Regions from separate parts of the Mus musculus genome. Here region 2 is linked to region 1. Evidence: chromatin contacts called from public HiChIP or PLAC-seq data. All regions are on one chromosome and are shown on one strand. The core of a region is the stretch at or near the end of the contact, and the rest is flanking DNA. Distances in the headings are between cores, read along the strand shown. Region 1 holds the start of Ufsp1 (UFM1-specific peptidase 1). Region 2 overlaps Zan (zonadhesin).

Region 1 (5,264 bases), core at 799-3,298:
CCCCTAAAAGCCTGGAGGAAGCTGTTACCTTCCAGCGGGGTTCGGTGGGGAAGAGACTGCAGCATGCTGTCCGTCCTCATCCGCTCCTCCCAGGGCCCGGAGTTTGTGCGCAAGCATATCTTCAATAAGCATGCCGAGAAGATCGAGGAGGTGAAGAAGGAGGTGGCGTTCTTCAATAACTTTCTCACAGACGCCAAGCGCCCAGCTTTGCCTGAGATCAAGCCAGCTCAGCCACCTGGCCCTGCCCAGAGTAAGATACGATCTGTGGTGGCTGCCATACCTTTGACTTCTTTCTTCTACTTTGAGAAGTGTGCTCCACTAACCTTCAGGCCCTATTCCTAGAATTCTTGTCAGTCCCTTTCCTCCCCCGCAGTAATTCATGTTCCTGTCCGTGTTGTACTCCCCCCAGGCCTGACCCCAGGACTTCCCTACCCACATCAGACGCCACAGGGCTTGATGCCATATGGTCAGCCCCGGCCTCCCATCTTGGGCTATGGAGGTGAGTGTGGAAAGGCAGTGCAGGGGTTTGGTGTCTGTAGGCGGCTACAAAGCTTAGGCTGAGGTTGAGGTCAGTTTTTAGTTCACCCTGGGTCTTTGTCATAGCTGGTGCTGTCCGCCCTGCAGTCCCAACAGGAGGGCCTCCATACCCCCATGCTCCATATGGTGCCGGCCGTGGGAACTATGATGCTTTTCGAGGCCAAGGCGGTTATCCTGGGAAACCTCGGAACAGGTGAGCACGAACGATGCCCAGGCTGCCTTTCCCCGTCTCTGACTATAGGGACATCTGTTCACATTTCCTTTATCTCACAGGATGGTTCGAGGAGACCCAAGGGCCATAGTGGAGTATCGGGACCTGGATGCCCCGGATGATGTTGACTTCTTTTGAGCCATCCATGTCCCCTCCTGCATTGCTACATCAGTACCCGTGACCACTTTATCCCATCAGCTGAAAAGTTTTTTGTACGTTATTTTACCCGCTAGTAAAAACACTTTGGTAGTGTGTGTTAACTGTGTGCTGTATGTCCCTTCCCAAACACAGGCTGGGCCATAGTAAGCTGAATTACGCCAATTTATTATTTTTCAGAACAGTATCTCTAATTCCAGCTTGGCCTTGCTGTGTAGACCAAGTTGGCTTTGAACTCAGATTCACCTGCCCGTATCATTGTGCCAGGCCCAAACTTGATCGCGGTGGGGGCCTGTGCGAAGTAAATAGGTGGCTGTGTTTAGTCTCAGTTCTGGGATCTACCCAACGGTGCAGGTAGGGCGTGGTGATTCAGAGATTTCTGGTGAAGCACAAGTTGTAGAAGGAATTGGAATCAAAGACGCTTTTTACCTTTTGCCAGCCCACCCATCCAGCAGCTTGTAGTTCACAACGGTTTTTTGGAGTGCCCCAGTAGTGTGGGTCCAGTATCAAGACATAGACTTCTGAACCTGGCCCCTCACAGATCCCCAGCAGGGCCTTGGACTGGGCATCTGCATCTCCTCCTACCATTACTGGGCCCCCACCCGTTGTAAAGTGTGAATAAAGCCGCTCCTCTTCTCCCCTAAGCCCTACTCCGCGGGGCAAGTGGCATAGGCGCCCTTGAGGTCCTCCGAAGTGTTCTAGGCAGAGACTGGCCTCTACACAGCCGATCCAGTTACGGGAGCCCCGGAATCCGGGGGGCTTGTCGCCCATGGCCTCTAGGGCTCCCTGCAAGGCTGGCAGTCCAGGCACGCCCGAGGACTGGCCCCCTGGCCAGGAGCACAGCGTCTGCAGGGTGCGGTAGCCGCATCCCCAGCCACGGTCATCCAGTCCATCGCAACCATAGTGATAGTAAAGGTAGTGGCCTGAGAGGAGGGCCAGTCGGGCGGGATCATGGCAGGGCACAGGCAGGCCCAGGTGCACGTCCTTCAGCAGCTCCAGGGTGCTCGGTAGAGCAGCTGTCATCGAGGCAGGGCCAATTCCGGGTTCCTGGTGTTTTCTGGGACTAGCTACGGGCAGTGTGGGCACGTAGAACCGGAGAACTCTCAGCAAGCAGGCTAGCGGCAGGAGAGATGATTCCACAGGCAGACGAATTAAGGAGCCTTCTAAAAGGCGCCGGCAAACCAGCCTGGCTGCGCAGTCGCAGGCTCCGCCCCTAGGGGCGGGCCCAGCGCTTGCTTCCGCCGGATGCTGCGGGCAGGGTGCCTCAGTGCTCACCAATCCCGAGGCTTCTGTTCCCAGCGTCTCTGACCTCATCCCCGCCCCAACTTCCCGCGTGTTGCACAGACTCTGGTGGCTGTAACAGTTTATTGGCGGCCCAGAGGGGCGAAGGCACCGCGGGGAGGGGAGCTTAGCCCAAGACATGCAGAAGATGGGGAGCCCCTAGTGGGAGGAAGTCGGGGAGGAGTGGACAGGGCCTGGGGGCTCGGTCGTATTATATCCCAGCCCTTAAATAAATAGTGTATATACAGCTAGGGGCTCGGGCAGGGCGGCAGGACCTGGGGTCCCCCAAGGGGTCACAGGTCTGAGCAGCGCTCCTGCTTGCTATAGTGGTCGAACTGGTTCTTCCAGTGCACCATGTAGGAGCTCCAGCGGTGGAACTCGGCCTTCCACTGGCGCTCCGCCTCGTCCAGAGTATCTGCGGCCAGGGCACCCCGCAAGAGTGGGAGAAACGGAACAGGTCGGGTAGTGGAGACCGGTCGTGAGTGCGCCGGCACACACGCATTGTCGGAGGCCGAGCGGGGTGGTGGAAAGAGAACAGTGGATGATCCGGAGAATGAAGGGAGAGGTGGAACAGGAAGGAGAGGAAGAGATAAAAATCACCGGAAGACGGAGGGGAGGGACAGGATCAGAGTGGGAGAAGGGTTCATGGGTTAGTGGGGAAAAGAGAGAAGATACAGAAATAGTTGGCGATTATAAGGCCCTTTGGCTGACGCCAACTAGCCCCGGATCCTTCTCCCCTCAACACCAGGCTCAAGCTCCAAAGGATAATTTTTTACATTAAAAAAAAAAAAATCCTGTTTTTTGAATTTTTGTTTAACAAAGATCCCTGAGTCTGTCCATTTTGTCTCGGCTTGAGAATGGAGTGGGGTTCTGTATCCCTGAGAGGGGCCCCTTCTCAGCTACACACTAGAGTAAGTGTGCTTTGAGACCAGAAGGGGAAAGGATTGCAGTTAGAGCCACGGAAGCCCGGAGTGGAGGAGGAAAAGGAAGAAGAGGAGGGACAGGGCTAAGTCCGGCCCGGGCCTCGGGGCCGCCTCCCCATGGGCGGGGCTTGGGCAGGTGCAAGGAGCCTCCGTGGCTGGGGAGGTGGAGAAGAGAGGGATTACACCCTGTGTTTTGCACCCCATCTCTCTCCCCTCCTTCCAACCCTTGCCGCCTTGTGCATTCCCTGCTCCCCCCACTCCATGCGCCTACCGGTGGCGCTGAGCAATTTGGGGAGAAAGCGATTCCAGAAGGCGCAGGTCTGGGCGCGCAGTCCCCGCCGCACCTCTAAGGGCTTCAGGTTCAGGCTCACATATTGCTGCGCGGCAGTGGTGTACGGTGGCCACTGTGGAGATTTGGAGTCTCGAGGGTCATTGGGGTCCCTGAGGAAGGAAAGGGAAATCTCAGCCTGCCCAGAGGAATAAGGAATGAAGACGTGGATCCTTTTCCTGACTCTGGACCCTCTTCAACTCTTAACACCCAACTCTCTTCTCCCTACTCCAGCCAGCCCCCCACCCCCGCCCTCGCCCCGTGTGAGTGTGTGTGTGTGTGTGTGTGTGTGTGTGTGTGTGTGTGAGAGAGAGAGAGAGAGAGAGAGAGAAATGAGTGCTGCCAATGCTTCTGCCTCAGTTTCCCAGAGTACGGATTTACAGACATGGATAGGTTCCCTTCTCATTTTAAGTACCTTCTACCATTCCACCACCTAGGGAAGTTTTCTTTCCACTGGACATCTCTGTCTCTTTCTCCATTTCCCTTTGTTTTCAAAGTCTTTCTAGCTGGGTGCGGTACTACAGGCTTTAATCCCAGCACCCGGGAAGCAGAGGCAGGCTAATTTTTCTGAGTTTGAAGCCAGCCTGATCAACATGGAGATTTCCAGACCAGCCAGTGCTACATAGCGAGACCCTATTTTAAAATAAAAATTCTAGGATTGTGCTTTTAGCTGTGTAGGTAGGTGCAGTCCTGTCTCTACAATTATTACTTTTACTTTGGGAAACGAAAATCAGATGCACCCAAGGGTTTGTGCATGCTAGGTAGGTAAGTACTAACTGAGCTACACCCCCAAACCTCTACTGCCTTTCTCTGTCGTCATCATCATCATCATCTGTGTGGGTTTGTGTGTGAGTGAGAGAGATTTGAAGGTCAGGGGTAGCTTTGTGGAGAGCCACTTCTCTGTGTTTCAGGGATTCAACTGAGATAGGCTTGCAGGGCAATCTCTTTTATCTGTTGAATACCAGTTACCTCGCTGTCTTTTAGAGTGCTGGGGTGGCCTCATATACATTTGCTTTTCAGCCGTCTACCATGGAGCTGTTCCCAGCCCTTATGGGGGCTCTCACTCTGTCGTGTCCCAGCTAGTCTGGAACTGTATACATTAGACTGTCTTCTCCCTCCTGTGCTGGGATTCAAGGTTCCCAGCTGGTTTTGTCTTTTAAGGACTCCCTGTTCTGCCTGCCTTGTTCTCCGGCATCACCTGAGACTTTCTCTTCACCCCTTAACTTTGTGAAGGTTTCTTCTTCTTTTTCACTGCCATCCATGGGTACCCCTCTCCCCTGGACCCCCAGACGCCATCCCCACTCCAATACCACTGACCCTGTGCGGGCAAAATTGGTCCAGTATTTCATAAGTCGCTGAGCAAAGATCCTCTCCTCCGTGGTGTAGTTCAGCGAGGGATCCAGGGGGAGCCCAAAGATGAACTCGATTTCATAGCCATGGGGCACCCCCATCCAGAGGGGCCAAGTCAGTGTGGAGGCACGGTGTTCAAAGATGTAGGCATAGACCCGGGCCCCTTGGGCAGCCAGTCGCCCAGCCAGCTGGGCCACAGGGCACACAACGTTGTGGTCGCCTACCACTGCACTCATGGCATCTCTCAGGTGAGTAGGGTCCTCAGGGTGCAGCCAGTCTGTGTAATGCAGGACCACAGCCTCGGCTGCCAGGTCACTTGCTTGGGGTACACCGATCCGCACCCCAGCCAGGAACTGGGCCCGGCTGATGAGAGATTCATTGTCTTTGCTGAAGCCTGGGACCCCGTAAACCAGAAAGTAGGAGCCCTCGTCCTTCACCACACCCACCAGCACCTGAGGATAGTTGGAGATGGGGGAAA
Region 2 (5,739 bases), core at 2,694-5,193, 130 kb before region 1:
TTTGTTTGTTTGTTTGTTTAATGCCTCATTTATTTCTTCAGGGCTATGCACACAGCCCATACTCAGTCAATGTTGAATAAATAATAAAATAGGAGACAAGTTCTGTTGATTGAACCCACCCTGGTTTCTGCAGCCTTTGCTTCCTTGGGCCCCTTCTGGCTCTTGTGACTGATACCAGTGTCCCTCTGATCCATAGCTCTGGAGTGTCCAGCTCACAGTCACTATACAAACTGCCTTCCCTCCTGTCCACCTTCCTGCTTGGATCCAGACAGCCGCTGTGAGGGCTCTGGCCACAAAGTCCCCGCCACCTGCAGGGAGGGCTGCATCTGCCAACCTGACTATGTGCTGCTTAACGACAAGTGTGTGCTCAGATCTCATTGTGGCTGCAAAGATGCTCAGGGTGTCTTCATCCCGGTGAGTGGGAGGAGAAAGTAGGATTGGTGGTCACGTCCTTCTTTCCATTGCTTCTCTCAGACTGGAATGAACTGGTCTGGATCAATGGCCCTGAAGTATGAAAATTGGTCAGGGCTTAGTACAGGCCACGATGGTGCATTACCACTTGATAGGGGACTGACTGTACATAGTCTCTCTTTCCTGGACCCCACCTCCAGCCTCAGATGTAATTTTTCCCATCTGTGGTTTATTGACTCAGTAGAGGTGAAACCTGCAGACAGACAAGGCCTCCTGTCCTTCAACAGGACGGAAGGCTGTCTCTCCTGAAGAGTCTCTCCCTGCCCCCTTACTATCTTTCCCTTCACATGGCTTCTGTGGGAAGGCAAGAGCTGGATCCATCTTCTTCTTTTCCAAGGGTGTGGCATATAGTGCACACTCAGTAAAAAGTTGCTGGGGGGGGGGGTAACAAAGAATGAATGTACTCTCAGCTTCTTATCCCCTGACTTCTGTAGGCAGGCAAGACTTGGATATCCGAAGACTGTACCCAGAGCTGTACCTGCATGAAAGGAAGCATGAGGTGCTGGGATTTCCAGTGTCCCCCAGGGACATACTGCAAGAACAGCAATGATGGCAGCAGTAACTGTGTCAAAATCTGTAAGGGAGCCATGAGCAAGCTGGGAGGGTGTGCTCGAGGCAGGAAAAGTCAGAGGCAGGGCAAGAAGGATCTGGGCCCTCTAGGCCTAAAGCTCAGGGGTAAGAGCTACCCTAGTTTAAAAAAAGGCCTCTGGTGCTCATGTTGAGCTAGGACTGTTCTCAGTGTCAGTCTCTAAGTGGTTACTCTCCCACACTCTTCCTCCTTTCTTCTCTATGTCTTGGCATATAGTCCACTGTCAGAGATGTTTGCCGAATGCACAGTGAAAAGGGGAGCCCCGAGATCTCTCAGTTATTCTACCCTGCTTGGTTTCTGTGTTCTATGGGGCCCCTTTACTCTCTCCACTAACCCCTTTCTCCTTCAACCCCGTAGCTCTGCAGTGCCCAGCCCACAGCAAGTTCACAGACTGCCTTCCCCCCTGTCATCCTTCCTGCTCTGACCCCGACGGCCACTGTGAGGGCATCAGCACCAATGCCCACTCTAACTGCAAAGAGGGCTGCGTGTGTCAACCTGGCTATGTGCTGCGCAACGACAAGTGTGTGCTCAGAATTGAGTGTGGCTGCCAACATACCCAGGGTGGTTTCATCCCTGTGAGTTGGCATAGAAAGTGGGTTTGAGGGTGCTTGGTGGGTCAATCTCTTGGGTGTATTAATCAGAGTTTTCTAGAGTAACAGAGGGTATGGAATGACAGTGTATAGAAAGGGAATGTATTAGAGTGATTTACACTCTGTGGTCCAGCTAACCCAGCAATGGCTGACTATAAATGGAAGGTTCCAGAATCTAGTAGTTGCTCAGTCTATAAGGCTGCATCTCTCAGGCATATACTGATTTTAGTATATCCCAGAATCCCACAGAAGTAGGCTTTAATGCCAGTGAAGGAATGGACTTGCTAGAGGGGCACTCACACAGAGAGAAAGCTTCCTCCTTCCATGTCCCTCATATAAGCTGCCAGCACAAGGTGCGGTCCATATTAAAGGTGAATCTTCTCGCCTCAAAGATCCAGATTGGAAGTGGGTCTTCCATCTTCAAATGATTCGATTAAGAAAGGAAATCACTCATAGGTGTGCCCAGTCATTTGGGTTTTAGTTCATTCCGGATGTAATCAAGTTGACAACCAAGAATGGCCACCAATCATAGTGCAACTATGAGGACCTGGGTTCAAATTACCACAGCCCACAAAAGCTATTATAGTGGCTCTGAACTCACAGTGCTCCTGGTAGTTGAATACTGGTGGGTCTCCAGGAGGTGGGAACTAACTAGTCTTGTGGAGAGCAGCGCATGTATGTATATATGTATGTATGTATGTATGTATGTGTGTATGTGTGTATGCATGCATGCATGCAAGTATGTATTATGTATGTATGTATTATGTATGTATGTATGTATGTATGTATGTATGTATGTATGTATGTATTTTTTAAATGGGTTTGGTGGCCACTTTCTAGTTTCCTCTGCTTCTCTCCAACCAGGATGTCATTTCTTGGTTGGTCAGGGCCTGCCATAGGATAGGTAGGCTGTCTGTGAGCTGCACCCCATGCCCTTTACTGGGGGATTCTAGACAGGTCTTTTACTCTAGTACCTGCCCTACCCTCACCTCCCACTCTGCCTATCAGTTGGGTCCTACTCTGGTGTTCTATGGCTGAGTTACATACCAGGCTTCCATTGGAAGATTCTAGGCCTCAGCTTTAACAGCCAGTCATTCCCTTCACTAGGGAGGCACTCCCACAGGAGGATTCCAGGCAAGCACTCTACCCACAGCCTCTGGTGCAGCATGTAGTCGTTTGCTTGCTTTAGTTCTTTTGAGAAAGGATCCCACTGTGTAGCTCTGGCTGACCTAGAACTTACAGAGATCCGCCTGCTTCTGCTTCCTGAGTGCCTGGACTGAAGGCATCGTGCCACCACATCCTGATAAGATGTAGAGGTTTCTTGTTCCCCCCGCTGCGGGTGATTGACACACTAGATGCTGAATCTACAAATAGGGAGGGCAGATCGAAGCCCTTCAGACCGTGGGCGTGTCTGTATCAATTGAACCAGCCTGTTCTTCCTCATTTTCTTTGTTTTCCCCGTGGCTTCTTCAGGCAGGCAAGAGCTGGACTTCCAGAGGCTGTTCCCAGAGCTGTGACTGCATGGAAGGGGTCATTCGATGCCAGAATTTCCAGTGTCCCTCGGGGACTTACTGCCAGGACATTGAGGATGGCACCAGCAACTGTGCCAATATCAGTAAGGGAGCCACCTGGGGGAAGACGGAGCGGGAATGCTCGTGACTAAAGGGCTCGGAGGCAGGATGAGAAGGTTAGCTCCCCAGGCCTTGGAGGTCAGTGATAGAGGGGAGAGATTCTGACCCATAACTCACTGGGTCCTTTCTCAGCATTTGTTTCTCCACGGTTAGTATCCCATGACGAACAGGGAGACCCATTTTATTACTTCATTCCTTGGAGCTTAGCATGCATCGCATGCTCAGTAAATGTTTACTGAATGAATAATACAAGGGAGAAAAAAAAAAAACTCAAAAGCTCTGTTGGCCTTCAGCCACACCTGGTTTCCATAGCTACTGTTTCCTGAGCCCCTCTAATCTTTTCCACTAACCCAGCTTTCCCTCTAACCCACAGCTCTGCAGTGCCCCGCCCACAGCAGCTTCACCAACTGCCTTCCACCCTGTCAGCCTTCCTGCTCGGACCCAGAAGGCCACTGTGGGGGCTCCACCACCAAAGCCCCCTCCGCCTGCCAGGAGGGCTGTGTCTGTGAACCTGACTATGTGGTGCTTAACAACAAGTGTGTGCCCAGAATTGAGTGTGGCTGCAAAGATGCCCAGGGTGTCCTCATCCCTGTGAGTGGGTGTGGAGAGTGGGATGGGGAATGGGGGGGTGCTGGGGTGATGACTCAGTGGGTGAGGTATATGCACCAAAAGAATGAGGACCTACGTTTGAATTTTTGCAATGCATGTGAACTGGCTGGGTGGCCTGTGCCTGTAATCCAGCGCTCCTACTGGGAGATGGGAGGCAGAAACAGGAGAATCCCTAGAAACTTGAGGGCTAGCTTGTGCTGTGTGCTCAGTGGAGAAGGCCAACAGCCAAAAGGGTGGGAGGGGGGAGGAGAAGGGGAGAGGGAGAGAGGGAGGGAGGGGGAGAGGGAGAGAGAGAGAGAGAGCACTGTGTCAATATGCAATTGAGGGTTTGGACCATCCTCTGACTTCTACACATACATGTGCTGTAGTTTCACACACATAAATGCACCTACTCGCACACAAAGATCATTTTGAAAAGTGCCATGAGGGCAACTTTCTTCCCTTCTGCCTTGTGCACATGGGATGCGCCTGTCTGTATGCATGGCTTCATGACTGCCTCTGGAGTGTGAGGGTTGATCAGGTTCTGGAACATACTAGCTGAGTGCTCTGTAGCTGAGCCTCCACAGGCAAATCATCTGTCGTCAGAAGCTATGTGAACTGCCCTGTGCCCCCAAACCACCAAGGGAAGATGGATACCACGGAGTTGCTCTGTAAGGGTTTTGATGGGAGCTTCTAGGCAGGTGCTCTACCAATCACACAGGTCTCACCCCCACCACCTCCAATTTTCCATCAATAATTGGTTGACTGACTAGATGTGAAACGTGCAGATATGAAGGGCAAAGGTCAGCACTTCAGAGAGATGAGGCTGTGGCCCTCTAACCAGACTTCCTGCTCCTGTTCCATTTTTTAACTCCCGTGGCTTTTGTAGGCAGACAAGATCTGGATCAACAAAGGCTGCACACAAACCTGTGCCTGTGTGACAGGGACCATCCACTGCAGGGACTTCCAGTGTCCCTCAGGGACCTACTGCAAGGACATCAAGGATGACACCAGTAACTGCACTGAAATCAGTAAGAGGACCACAGGAACGGTGGGGGGCTGTTCATGACTGGAAAAATTAGGGGCACGGCCAGAGGGAGCTTAGTCCCCTGGGCCTGAGAGGTCAGGGGTAGGAGGTAACACAGTGAGGAGAGATTCGGGGGACCAATTTTTGGGCTGGGTACTTTCTTAGACTTGGTTTCCTCATGGTTACCACCCCATAATAACTCAGAAGACCCATTCTCATTACTTCCTTTCCTAGGGGATTGGCACACAGCCTGTGGTCAGTAAATATTTTGGGGGGGGGACCCAAAAACCTACCTTCAAGTTTTCTTGAACATTCTAGCTTCTCCTGTTTCTATAGCGTGTGCTTCTTTAAGCCCCCTCTGGGCCTCTCCACTTACCCCACTCTCTCTTTCCCCTATAGCTCTGCAGTGCCCGGACCACAGCCTCTACACCCACTGCCTTCCCTCCTGCCTGCCTTCCTGCTCTGACCCAGATGGCCTCTGTAGAGGCACCAGCCCCGAAGCCCCCTCCACCTGCAAGGAGGGCTGCGTTTGTGAACCTGACTATGTGCTGAGTAACGACAAGTGTGTGCTCAGAATTGAGTGTGGCTGCAAAGATGCTCAGGGTGTTCTCATCCCGGTGAGTGGGCGTGGAGAGTGGGGTTGGTGGGGGCTGGGAAATGGCTCAGTGTGAAAACATTTGCTCTGGAAGTATGGGACCCTGAGTTTGAATTCCTACAACCCGTGTAAACCACGGCAGTCTGCCTCTAATTCCACAGGCTCCTATTGGGATTTGGGGAACAGGGACGGGAGAACCCCCAGAAACTTAAGGGCTAGATACTCCTGTGTGGGCAGCAGTGAAGAAC

Evidence for each region. HiChIP or PLAC-seq counts read pairs in DNA pulled down with a chosen protein or histone mark.
Region 2: an HNF4G HiChIP or PLAC-seq map of pancreatic cancer cells shows a contact between it and region 1. The contact joins the enhancer-like site here to the promoter of Ufsp1 in region 1. A contact is called at or near these places in 1 of 39 promoter capture datasets (neural stem cells), 1 of 484 Hi-C or Micro-C datasets (ventricular fibroblasts), 3 of 115 datasets of contacts at active chromatin or transcription factors (embryonic stem cells and pancreatic cancer cells) and 3 of 9 other capture datasets (adipose tissue, liver and pancreatic islet).

The regions. Positions count from the first base shown.
Region 1 is chr5:137,291,453-137,296,716 of GRCm38.p6, reverse strand. It overlaps Ufsp1 (UFM1-specific peptidase 1), which reads right to left and starts at 2,048. Exons shown (of 1, transcript NM_027356.2): 1 at 1,053-2,048. The coding sequence starts at 1,927. The coding sequence ends at 1,274. It overlaps Ache (acetylcholinesterase), which reads right to left. Exons shown (of 5, transcript NM_009599.4): 3 at 4,754-5,238; 4 at 3,380-3,549; 5 at 2,251-2,600. The coding sequence ends at 2,479. It overlaps Srrt (serrate RNA effector molecule homolog (Arabidopsis)), which reads left to right. Exons shown (of 20, transcript NM_031405.2): 17 at 94-250; 18 at 398-499; 19 at 604-730; 20 at 811-1,013. The coding sequence ends at 886. It overlaps Mir8116 (microRNA 8116), which reads right to left and starts at 2,937; the gene lies at 2,841-2,937. It also overlaps Mir7036.
Region 2 is chr5:137,423,690-137,429,428 of GRCm38.p6, reverse strand. Zan (zonadhesin) reads left to right here. Exons shown (of 88, transcript NM_011741.2): 36 at 197-414; 37 at 906-1,047; 38 at 1,418-1,635; 39 at 3,124-3,265; 40 at 3,655-3,872; 41 at 4,759-4,900; 42 at 5,296-5,513. Among named protein-coding and RNA genes, the nearest start is that of Zan, 51 kb to the left of the region's middle. Within about 2 kb of position 3,943, at least 42 of the 459 cell types and tissues checked have an H3K27ac peak or open chromatin away from gene starts, as enhancers often do. A contact at or near this core is called in pancreatic cancer cells, where this site is marked.